Linked DNA regions of Pan troglodytes: region 1 is linked to region 2. A link is a contact called in public Hi-C data. All regions are on one chromosome and are shown on one strand. Each heading gives the region's core, a stretch centred on a gene start, on an enhancer-like site or on the middle of the called end of the contact. The rest is flanking DNA. Distances are from core to core; before and after follow the strand shown.

Region 1 (6,244 bases), core at 1,057-3,556, 140 kb after region 2:
ATGCCACCATGCCTGGCTAATTTTTGTATTTTCTGCAGAGCTTGGGTTTGGCCATGTTGCCCAGGCTGATTCAAACTCCTGGACTCCAGTGATCCACCCTCCTTGGCCTCCCAAAGTGCTGGGATCACAGGCATGAGCCACCACACCCAGCCTTGAAACTTTATTCTTGTGATAAAATAAGATGGGACAGTGGTTCTCAAACTTTAGCATGCATCAGGATCATCTGGAGAGTTTTTTTTTAAACACAGACTGCTAGAATCTACCCCCAAAGTTTCTTAGTACATGGGGTAGGGGTCTAAGAATCCGCATTTCTAGGTTCCCTTATGGTGCTGAGGCTGTTAGTTCAGGGATTACACTTTGAGAACTTGTGGCTTATTACTACTACCTTCCATTCCTACATAGCTGTATATAAAGTGCTCTTAGATTTATATAAATACAATATTTTACATAATGCTGTATTACATAATAGGCATATTTGTTATACATAATGACAAATAAATAATAGAAATAATAGCAATAATTGCTCAAATGTATTGAGCTAACTGTGTTCCCAGGTACTATGCATAGCACTTTGCCTGCATTGTCTCATATAGGCCCCTTACCAACCCTTCAGATGTGGATACTGTCATTGTTCTCATTTTACACATGTGGAAACTCAGTTTCATGAGTTTCAGTAACCTGCCTGAGGTGAGAAGTAAAACCAAGTTGAAAAAAAATGGCAGCTGAAGAGTTTTAGCATGCTTTGACTTATTTACTATTTAGCAATCCTTAGGTATTCAAGAGAATCATGTTCACACCATATAATGTAGCGGATTGTCTTGTTGGTCTACCATTACTCAGTCTTATTAACCAAATATTTCTAAACTTATTGAGAGTACTTGTGTCTTTCCTCAGGAATCTAAGGCCACTGCTCCAGCTCCTGTGGCGGAGGCTGTGTCTCAGACCTCCATGTGTAGTATACAGTCAGCACCCCCTGAGCCGGCTGCCTTGGTGAGTGACTCCCTGGGCATTTGAGCAGTGGCTTGAGAAAGTTTTCTGCCTCCTCCTGTCACTCTCTGCTGTGTATTACCATCATTTTATCTTATTCTGACAAATTAAAAATAAAATCTGATATCATTATAGTATCTGTTGTTTCTTTGGGCTTCAGGGGTGTCGTAGAAATTCAGACTAAGATTTAAATTTTTAATTAAATTACTCCCAACTGTATTTTTCTCTACTCTTCTGAAATTCTAGTTCCTCAGCTATTGTGGATAATCCTGCCTTTTCACTTCTCTGCATCTTTTAAGCCTATATGGATTTCCACCGAAAGCCCAAAGTTACTTTTTTACTGACTTTCCTGGTAGAATAACATGCAGTAAAATCATTATGATTCCTGCCCACTCTTCCCACTGCAGGAGGTGAAACTGACTGAATTTCTTTCTCTTTCCTTCTTCTTTTCGTGCTTCTCTCTCACTTTCTAATTTTCATATGAAGTATGATATTTAAGAAGGTGAATCTTTGTTTCCTTTTGATTTTAGTGTTTTTTTTCCATTAGTTAATGATTGAATTTGACTCAGGGAATAACATCTGATGGAATTATATTTCAATTGTATTTCATTACTACAGAATTAGCACATCTTCCCTCTGAACACCTACCTTTCATCATCTGCTGTGCCATTGCTCTAGATGTTTTGCAATGTCTTCTCATTACATTTTCACAAGGACACTATGAAGTCTGTCCTGATCATCTTCCTGTAATAGATAAGGGAAATGAGGCTTTGAGTTGACCTTGATCCACTTGATATTTCAGAGCCTCAGTTGAGATGAAAGATATGGCCCCCGCTCTCAGCTGTCTTCAAGACTAGTGTGGATATGAGCCCTCCCCAGTTTTTTGAGGTTTCAGGGTACTCTTCAGGTACTTTTTACAGCATGTGTGCTAGGCCACAGTGGTAAAGAACAGGAGAGGAGGAGGGACTCTAGGAGGACTCTGGTGAAGAAAGCAGGCAAAGAGGCTGTGACTGGAGTCAAAACAACAATAGCCAGCATTCCCCAGTAGAACTCTTGTAACCAAAACCTGCACCTGCACCACCTGCCTCATCTGCCAAGTGTGACTGCCGGGGCTTTAGAGGGCTCAATTCCTTTTCAACTTTACCCTGACTGTAGAGCTGAGCATTGGATTGTTAGAAAGCAGACAAACCAGAACAAAACAAAAAGCTCTTGTTTTCCTTTTCCCCGTCCTCCTTTCCAGGGCCTTAACCCCACCAACTCTGGCCATGGTTGCCCAGGTTACTGTCACTGAGGCAGTTGGCATTTCTGGGATTGTGATACCATCGAATGCCAGAAAGAATAGCTGTAGAGTGTAATAAAGGTCAGAGGACTCAAGAAAGGCATGAAGATTAGAGAGTAAAGGAAGACAGACCAGAGGAAGGAGATGAATGCGTTCCCTAGGTGGTTCTTGTGTGTATAAAAGAAAACTTATTAAGGAAACCCAGAGACCTGAGTTGTAGTTGTGAATTTGATAATATCAAATACTACAGAAATAGAAGTTTTAGTCCTTACTCCAGATTCCTTTGTTCTTAAGTCTGCTTCTTCTCCTAGGTTTTCTTTAACTGTTTCAGTAATTTCTTAAGCAAGAGGTTGGCAAAGGGCACAGGTTTGGGGAAGCAGTGGTTTCCAAAGATTCTGTAGCATAGAGTATGAGAAAACAGAATTGTAGTGTGAGCAGGTGTCTTAAATCATGTAGCAACTCACATTGCTTGCATAAGACTTGGGTACCAGTGCAACTCTTGATATCCTTGATTAGAGTGTTGCAACTCTTAATACTTAATACTTAATTTAGGTATAATCCCAAACAGGTTAGAAACCTCAGGGACTTTTTTTTTTTTTTTTTTTTTTTGTAGCTCTTGGGAAGAAAACCCATGCAGTATTCAGCCACTAGGTGGTGCTAAATCACTTTTCTTTGGTGATCTTTCCTTTTGCAGTGCAGTTTATCAGAAAAACAGCTTTTCTTACTTGAAATCATGGCTAAAATATAAAACAGAAATACAGTTTTACTCTAAAATTTTAATAGGTGCTCATTGTGAGGTCAGAGATTTTAATAATAAGATTAAACTCTGAGATTGTTTGACCCAAGGCCTTTTACATTTTTGTTTGACCAAGACCAACAGTGGGAAATTCATTGATATTGCAACCCCATCCCCATACACTGGAAGCAACAGTTTAAAGAATAGTATTTATCCCTTCTATGTATGATGCATTTTATACACACACACACACACACACACACACACACACACTCTTTTACAATTTTTTTTTTTTTTTTTTTTTTGAGGCAGAGTCTCGTTCTGTCATCCAGGTTGGACTGCAATGGCATGATCTCAGCTCACTGCAGCCTCAACCTCCTGAGGTCAAGCAATCCTCCCACCTCAGCCTCTTGAGGAGATGGGACTACAGGCATGCACCATCCATGCCTGGCTAATTTTTTAAAACTTTTTGTAAAGATGGGATCTCACTGTGTTGCCCCGGCTGGTCTCAAACTCCTGAGCCCAAACAATCTTCCTGCCTTGGCCTCCCAAAATGCTGTGATGGATTACAGGTGTGAGCCACTGTGCCTGGTCCTGTCCTCTTCATTAAAAAAGAAAAGTCCTGGCCATGAACCATTAAGTTGATTTTTATGACCTACTAATGTACAGACGATTCCCTTTATTTTCCCTTGACACCATTCATCCTCTGTGTTCACCCAGTGTGATTTTAAATACCAGCATGGCCAGAGTTCATTACATTTGGGGGAGTACATTTCATTTTGAACAATCAGACCACAGGTAGACAGTTCTCACTGTGCCATTCAGGTTAGTTGGTCACAGGCAGAGTCACCAGAACCAGCCCTGAAACCCCTTTGGTCAGTAGAAGCCCTGTGGAGAAAACAGGCTTCCGAGCCTCCTCTTCTGAGACAAGCCAGGCTGTCCCACAGGAAATGGAGAGGAATGGCCTCTTGTGGGCTCTCTGAAAATCTTTCCTGTGCCGTCTATGGAATGATCTCCATAAAGACCACGTCTTTCTTTTTTCCCGGTATTCAACTTATCTGTGATACACCTCAGTCCATTGTCTTTCTTATTTCTAAACCAACTCTGGGTCAGGTCTCGTAAGTTTCACATTATCAACATATAATTTGCACACAATGTTTAATATAAGAAATTTGCTCGAATGTTAAACGTTTTGTATTTTAAACATAGATTCTAATTCAGTTGATAACTCGAGTTACTAAAAGATAGCATGTGCCTTTTATCTGAAATAATGATATGCCTTTCTGAATTGATAGCATATGTTTTAAAGGGAGTGATTAACCACCTACTTAATATATCCACTAATGCACTTTCAGAAGGGCACAGTGCCAGATGATGCTGTAGAAGCCTTGGCTGATAGCCTGGGGAAAAAGGAAGCAGATCCAGAAGATGGAAAACCTGTGATGGATAAAGTCAAGGTAATGGCAACTGAGATGCTTCTGGAAAATAAATATCATTGATCACCTTCTCCCCCTGCAAATAAGTTAGTCATTTGTTTTGTTTTTTATATTTCCTGTAAAACATGACCAGCTGGCCTTTTCTATTATTGTGCATATCCTGTTTAATAAGCTAAACCTGAATAAGCTGCAGTGTTGAACCCCCACAGTGGATGGTCGACATGCACAGACCGGAGGCCTCTGAGTCTCATCTTTGCCCACCTGCATTGACATTGCTGGGACTTGGGAAGGAAGGGGCAGCTGCCTGCTGCTCCTCACAGCTGCCTTGCATGCCAGCAGGCTTTCTGCTGGTGCCTGAGCCTGCCACATGAAGTTGCTGTAGGAGCACTAAGCATATGGTCAGATGTACTTCCTAACCTAATGATAGATTTGTTTACCTCAAATCTAGTCACTCAGGCATGAATTTTATAGAGAGAAAAAAACATGCTAACAATGAAAATGGTATAATTTTTTTCAGGAGAAGGCTAAAGAAGAAGACCGTGAAAAGCTTGGTGAAAAAGAAGAAACAATTCCTCCTGATTATAGATTAGAAGAGGTCAAGGTAAACAGGCTGGAGTCTTTTTCTATTTTATTTTAATTCATACTGAATTCATACACAGAACAAAGGGACTTGGGAACAGAACTGGAATATAAAGATCTTGTTTCTTCATATTTCAAACACCAAATAGTATTAGTCTACTACTAATAGTGTTAGAACACCAGATACAAAGCCAAAATATTCCTAAGTGGACTTGATCCTCAAGTGAAAGAAATCTAATGTCTAAGTTACCTAATGTTTTCCTTTCTAACCCACAGCTTGTTACAATACCAGAAATATTAAAAAACCTTGTGTAGATAGGAGAACTAAAATGAGGAATAGGCCGGGCATGGTGGCTCATGCCTATAATCCCAGAACTTTAGAAGGCCAAGGCAGGAGCATCTCTTGAGCCCAGGAGTTCAAGACTAGCCTGGGCAACATAATGAGACCCTGTCTCTACAAAAAAATCAAAAAAATTAGGCATGGTGGCATGTGCCTGTAGTCCCAGGTACTTGGGAGGCTGAAGTGGGAGGATCACTTGAGCCCAGGAGGTAGAGGCTGCAGTGAGCCATGATCATACCACTGCACTCCAGCCAGGGTGACAGAGCGAGACCCTAACTCAAAAAGCAGTAAAAAATGAAAAAAAATAAAATAAGGAACAATTACTTTATATAAGAAAAATTTGCAACTTTCAGATTTAAGTTGGAAAAATAAGAGAACCTATTTAACATTGAGTATAGTGTTAAGTTGCCCCATTTCTTCGATTTTGAAAGTACAGATTGTACACAACAAGGGGGAAGACCCCATTATGAGTCCTGTGGTTTAAGTGCAGTCACTTAAATGAGGCGGATTCGTGGACAGTTGAACAATGTCAGTCATCTTTGTAGCAGGCCAGGATTTAAAAGAGTATTCAACTAAACTTCATTAACAATTCTAGAAAATCAAATTCATGCTTCTCACTCATCCATGTGCACTAGCCCATTTATTTAGCAGACACGGGAACTAGACTGAGCTATCCGTGATTGAAAGTTTATTATTCTGGAAACCTTCATATTTGCTTCCTGAGTTTTACAATTCAGTTGCAGCCGTAGCGTTTCTATTAATTTGGGCTCATTTGTACATTGCTTTGCAAAGTTCCTAGAGAGCATGCTAAGGGCCACATGTTCTGTCTCCACTGAGTGCCCATTCAGTAGAGGCTGGTCAAGTGCAGGTAAACTCTCTTCATGATA
Region 2 (6,563 bases), core at 2,747-5,246:
TCTTTTCTTTGTAAAGTACCCAGTCTCAGGTATGTCTTCATAGCAGTGCAAGAACAGACTAATATAATATGTAAATCAATAAATGTGGTTCACCACACAAACAGAATTAAAAACAATAACCATATGATTATCTCAATAGATACAAAAAGGCATTCGATAAAATCCAACATCTTTTCATGACAAAAATCCTCAAGAAAGTAGGCATCAAGGGAACATACCTCAAAATAACAACAGCCATCTTCAGCAGACCCACAATGAACATCATACTGAATGCACCAAAGTTGAAAACATTTCCCTCAAGAGCTGGAACAAGATAAGGATATCCACTCTTACCACTCCTATTCAACACAGTACTAGAAGTCCTAGCCAGAGCAATCAGGCAAAAGAAAGAAAGAAAAGGCACCCAAATAGTAAAAGAGGAAGTCAAATTATTTCTGTTAATTGACAATATGATTCTACACCTAGAAAACCCTCAGGATTCCTACAAAAGAATCCCAGACCTGATAGAAAACGTCAGTAAAGTTTCAGGGAACAAAATCAATGTACAAAAATCAGTAGCATTTATATACTCCAGGACATTCAAGCGGAGAACCAAATTAAGAACATAATCCCATTTACAATAGCCACACACATACACACACTCACGCACAGTTAGGAATGCATCTAACCATGGAGGGGAAAGATGTCTGCAAAGAGCACTACAAAACAGTGACGGAAGAAATCATAGATGACACAAACATGGGAAAACATTCCATGCTCTAAATGTCCATACTGCCCAAAGCAATTAACATATTTAAGACAATTCCTATCAAATTACCAACATTATTTTTTCATGGAATTAGAAAAAACAATCTTAAAATTCATATGGAACCAACAGAGTCATAATAACCAAGGTAATCCTAAAAAAAAAAGAACAAAGACTACAGTAACCAAAACAGCATGGTACTGGTGCAAAAATAGACATGTAGACCCATGTAACAGAATGCAGAACCCAGAAACAGAGCCACTCATCTACAAACAACTGATCTTTAACAAAAGGTGACAAAAATAAACAATGGATAAAGGACACCCTGTTCAACAAATGGTGCTGGGAAAACTGGTTAGCCATGTGCAGAAGAATAAAACTGGACCCCTACCTCTCACCATATACAAAAATTAACTCAAGATGAATTAAAGGCTTAAATGTAAGACCTCAAACTATTAAAATACAACAAGAAAGCCTAAAAAAATGTCTTCTGGACATGGGCCTAGGGAAAGAATTTATGCTTAAGACCTCAAAAGCAAATGTAATAAAATTAAAAATTGAAACCTAATTAAACCAAATACTTTCTGCACAGCTAAAGAAACTATCAACAGAGTAAGGAGACAGCCTACAAAATGGGAGAAGATATTTACAAACTATACATCTGACAAAGGACTAATATTCAGAATCTATAATTAACTTAAATCAACAAGAAAAAACCCATTAAAAATTAGGCATAGGATATGAACAGACACTTCTCAAAAAAAGACATACAAGCAGCCAACAAGCATATGGAAAAATGCTCGACAACACTAATAATCAGGGAAATGCAAGTCAAAACCGCATGAGACACCATCTCACACCAATCACATAGCTATTATTAAAAGGTCAAAAAATAACAGATGTTGGTGAGGATGCAGAGAAAAGGGAACACCTATACACTGTGGATGGAAATGTAAATTTGTTCAGCCACTGTGGAGAGCAGTTTGGAGTTTCCTCGAAGAACTAAAAATAGCACTACAATTTGACCCAGGAATCCCATTACCATGTGTCTATCCAAAGGAAAAGAAATAGTTCTACTAAAACTATTCCTGTACTTGTATGTTCATGGCAGCACTATTCACAATAGCAAAGTCATGGTGCCCACTAATGGTGGCTTAGATGAAGAATATGAGATACTTAGACACTGTGGAATACCATTTAGCCTTAAAAAGGAATGAAATCATATCCTTTGCAGCAACATGGATGCAGCAGGAGGACATTATCCTAAATGAATTAACACAGAAACAGAAAGTCAAATACCACATATTCTCATTATAAGTGAGAGCTAAACATTGCATGCATGTGGGCATAAGATGGGAACAATAACACTAAGGACTCCAAAACGGGGAGGGAGGAAAGAGAGCAAGAGTTGAAAAACTACTTACTGGGTACTACGTTCACTCTGTGGGTGTTGGGTTCAATAGAAGCCCAAACCTCAGCATTTCACAATATATCCACGTAACAAACCTGCATACATACCCCCTGAATCTAAAATTTGAAGAAAATAAAACAAAAACAGAGAAATCTGCACTTGTACCGGTTTAAAGAAATAAATAAGTTTTAATCTAATCAAATATATCCAATCTTTTACTTTATAATTTTGGTTTACTGGATTTTGTTACTATGCTCTTTCTTACACTGAGATTATGCAAAAATTCTTCTGCATTTTCCTCAAACTTATTTTAGTTTTGCTTTAGATGTTTAGATCTCTTATCAACGGGGTAACAATTTATCTTTGTGTATGATATAAACAAGAGGTCTAAATAAATATACACACATATATACATACATACACACATATATACATATGTAAATACACAGTACATGTAATTTTTCTCTATGGGTAACCAATTAATGTTTATCAGTTAGCCCATGCATGTTCTATTGATTTGTAATGCCACTGCTTCATGTATCCAATTTCCAAATATGTATGAGTCTCTTTCTGAACTCTCTATTCTGTTCCACTGGCAAGTCATCCATCACTGTGCCAATAGCACACTGCCTGAACTACTATAGTTTTATAGTAAGTCTTGATATCTGGTAGAGTGACCCTCTCCATCTTCTTCTCTTTCAGAATTGTCTATTCCTAGCTCTTTTCTTCCATTCAAATTTTGAAATAAGCTTGTCAAGTTCAGCAATAAAAATCCAGTTGAGGTTATAATTTGAATTGCATTAGAATAGATGGATTTGAAGATGATTGACAGTTTTCTTCCTATCCTTGAACATGGTTTCATCTCTCCTTTCATTTAAGTATTCTCGAAGGTCTTTCAATGAAATTTCATACTTTTTTCATATTTGCACATCCTTTGTTAGATTTAATACTAGGTACTTCAGATTTTGTAATACTACTATTTGTGCTATCTGTATTTTCTGTTTAAGTCTTCACAACCCTATGAGTTAGATATTTTCACGTTCATTTTCTAGCTAAGGAAACTAAGGGCCAGAAAGATTAAGTAACTCACCATGTTATCAGTAGTCAGTGATGGGGACGGGATGCAAAACAAGTTCTATCTGACCCCAAATTCTGTGTTCTTAACCTCCAATCCATACTCTGTCTTCTGATGATTGTCTTTAAAGCATTTTTAAATGAAACAACTTAAGGGTATTCAAAGGCACAAAACAACAACAACAATAGTAACTACCTATCTCCCTGGAGAAAACGTTAAGTACCTCAAACTTTATTCTCTATACAAATAACCTGGGACTTCTATTACAATGTACATCTTAATCCTGTAGGTCTGGGGTGGAGCCTGCAAATATTTAGGTATTCCCAAATGTCTTTCAATGAAATTTTATACTTTTTAAAATAATTGCACATCTTTTGTTAGATTTAATACTGGGTGCCTTATACTGTTTTTTAAATTGTTGTTCATTTATCTGCATTGTGAGGCTGGGTATCCTCACAGCCCTATGAGTTAGATGTTTTATGTCTATTTTGTAATGAAGGAATCTAAGGTATAAAGTAACTAACAATATATCATCAGCAGTAAGTGACCAGGTAATACAAATGCTGCCGGTCCAAGGAACCCCTTCCAGAACCACCACTAACTCTACAGCATTTTCTGGTGAGGAACCCTTTAATTAACATGATTAAAGGTGAGAACTCCACCAGATGGCAGCAGAAGCTCATCATTTTGTCTCAAATGATTCCATTTCCCTCTGGATGGAGCGTTAGCTGTTGGCAAATGCCTGACTCGTTAGGTTATTGCGGTGAAGTGAATCAGAATCAGGGCCTTTCACTCCTGATGCTGTGTGCAATCTTACCTACGACAGTGCCTCAGTGTTGACAAGGGATTTTCAGCAAAAGCATCCAGCCGGGACATGCCCACGAGCTTCTCCCAAAAACCTTATGGCAGGAGGCTTATAAATGAGAATGAAAACTGTTTTCCATGGGTTGCTTTTTCATCACAGTGAGTTCAATTTAGGCACTTAACCAAGAAAAGGAAACATGATTTGAAATGTTTGGCAGGGGATTAGAAGAGGAAATGATTCATTCACTGTGGGGAACGGGAAGCTATTCAGGCAGATAAACCTGAAACAGAGTCCAAAGATTCAGAGGAAATCCAAGAATAATGCCAGGGACCCACCTCCATCCAAAGCCTAGGCCCAGCCTGTCCCCAGGGGTGCCAGATTACCCCTCTTCCTCAGTGCTTTTTTCTTTTTAAAAACTGAATATATATATATAGTTGAATTATGAAAAGGATCCATCATCTTGTACTGCTCCCACCCTAAGCTTGGTAAAATGAGGCACCTGTCACTAAGAAGGCTAATGAGTTCATTATACTCTCTTGCCTTTTAGTTACTTAAAAGCAATAATTTGGGCACTGGGGAGGCCTCAGCGCTGCCTTGAGTGAGCTGTGAGTAGGCTTTAGCCTAGTATAGGCAGCCCCCAAATTTCAATAGATCAACTTAAGATTTTTGAACTTTACGATGGTGCAGAAATCATATGCATTCAGTAGAAGCTGTACTTGGAGTACCCATACAGCAATTCAGTTCTGTTTTTCAATTTCAGTACAATATTCAATACATTACATGAGATATTCAGCACTTTATTATAAAACAGGCTTTGTGTTAGATGATTTGCCCAACCACAGGCTATTGTAATTGTTGGAGCATATTTAAGGTAAGCTAGGCTAAACTATGATGTTCAGCAGCTTTGGTGTATTAAGTGCATTTTTGACTTACAATATTTTCTATTTCCAGTAAGTTTATCCCATCGTAAGCCAAAGAGCAGCTGTATGGGATGGCATTTGGCAGTCCCTAGGCAGGTCTCACTTCCTCCTCTCCCCTTACTCTGCCATAACCATCTCTCCCATTGACTCAGTCAGCACTGTCTGTGCTGCTGCACAGGGCTGTCTCCCAGAGTGTGCTCACATAGTCCAGTCTATCAGATTGCTTTGCTAATGTGCCAATGGCAACAGGGAGAATGAAACAGACAAGGATTGTGTGGGCTGTCCTTGGCTGAGACGCACATTGAGGGAGAATTCAACCTGCTCCACCACGCCAGGCCCCAGGGAAGCAGGCCAGGGAGCCTAAGAGGGGTCAGGTGGAGGTGTATGGTAGTGAGTAGGGAATCAGGAGATTATCAGCCGTCCTATTATTTAATGGTTCTTGCTTCAAGCATTTTCTGGGAAAGAGGGGTCCCGAGAACAGGTCCATGCCACTGAAACTCAGTGACTCATACTAGGGCAAGTGTAAATGTTCTTGTATTAGGGTTCTCTTGACAACCAGAACTAATAGGATAAATATATATTAGAGTTTATTAAGGAGTATTAACTCACATGATCACAAGGTCCTACAATCAGCCATCTGCAAGCTGAGGAGCAAGGAAGCCAGTCTGAGTCCCAAAACTGAAGAACTGGGAGTCCAATGTTCAAGGGCAGGAAGGATCCAGCACAGGAGAAAGATGTAGGCTAGGAGGCTAGGCCAGTCTAGTCTTTTCACGTTTTTCTGCCTGTTTTATATTCTGGCCATGCTGGCAGCTGATTAGATGGTGTTCACCCAGATTAAGGGTGGGTCTGTCTTTCCGAGCCCACTGACTCAAACATTAATCTTCTTTGGCAACACCCTCACAGACACACCCAGGATCAATACTTTGCATCCTTCAGTCCAATCAAGTTGACACTCAGTATTAACCATCACAGTTTACATCTCAGGCTCCAAGTGTTAAATCTTCATCCATAGCTCTAGAAGATGTTTATCTAAGCATGGAAGTGATGCTCTGTAGGGCAGTGTCCTAAGGGAGCCCCTCCCTTAACCCTTCTCCAGCCTGTGAGGTCCTACTGAAGAGTCAGAGACAGAAAGCAACCAAGTAGCTTCCTCCTGACAAGAAGCTTCTAGAAGTCAGGAATTCCAGCCTCATGTATGGCCACCATCCACTTTAGTGCCTGGGACATTGATGTGGCACAGACTGTGTTGCTAATTAACTTGCATGTATCATCACACTCCATCCTCACCAAGATTCTCTGAGGTAGGCACTGGTACCATCTTCACTTTACAGGGAAGAGAACAGCAGCTTAGCAGGTCAGGGTACTTCTCCAAAATCATGTGGCTACAGGATGTGGAGTTGGGGTATGAACTTAAAACTGAGGTCCAGGGTCCAATGTGTGGCCTCTTAGACACCAAGCGCTCTCTCTCTCTCTCTTTCTCTCTCTCTCTCTCTCTATATATATATATATACACACACACACACACACACACACATATACATATACATATACATATACACCAGAAATAAGACACCAAGCATCTTGACCACTGGCCAAGATTATCAAAAAAA

What was found. Hi-C and Micro-C count contacts between places; a contact is called where the count stands out from the background.
Region 1: a Hi-C map of stem cell-derived neural progenitor cells shows a contact between it and region 2, with 4 times the contacts expected there. The contact joins two enhancer-like sites. A contact is called at or near these places in 2 of 7 Hi-C or Micro-C datasets (induced pluripotent stem cells and stem cell-derived neural progenitor cells).

The regions. Positions count from the first base shown.
Region 1 is chr4:94,422,640-94,428,883 of NHGRI_mPanTro3-v2.0_pri, forward strand. CAST (calpastatin) reads left to right here. Exons shown (of 33, transcript XM_063811404.1): 21 at 895-990; 22 at 4,358-4,459; 23 at 4,956-5,039. ERAP1 (endoplasmic reticulum aminopeptidase 1) reads right to left here. Exons shown (of 20, transcript XM_063811399.1): 20 at 1,709-1,731. The coding sequence ends at 1,724. Among named protein-coding and RNA genes, the nearest start is that of ERAP1, 55 kb to the right of the region's middle. Within about 2 kb of position 2,307, at least 5 of the 24 cell types and tissues checked have an H3K27ac peak or open chromatin away from gene starts, as enhancers often do. A contact at or near this core is called in stem cell-derived neural progenitor cells, where this site is marked.
Region 2 is chr4:94,282,680-94,289,242 of NHGRI_mPanTro3-v2.0_pri, forward strand. No RefSeq gene overlaps it. Among named protein-coding and RNA genes, the nearest start is that of CAST, 49 kb to the right of the region's middle. Within about 2 kb of position 3,997, at least 10 of the 24 cell types and tissues checked have an H3K27ac peak or open chromatin away from gene starts, as enhancers often do. A contact at or near this core is called in stem cell-derived neural progenitor cells, where this site is marked.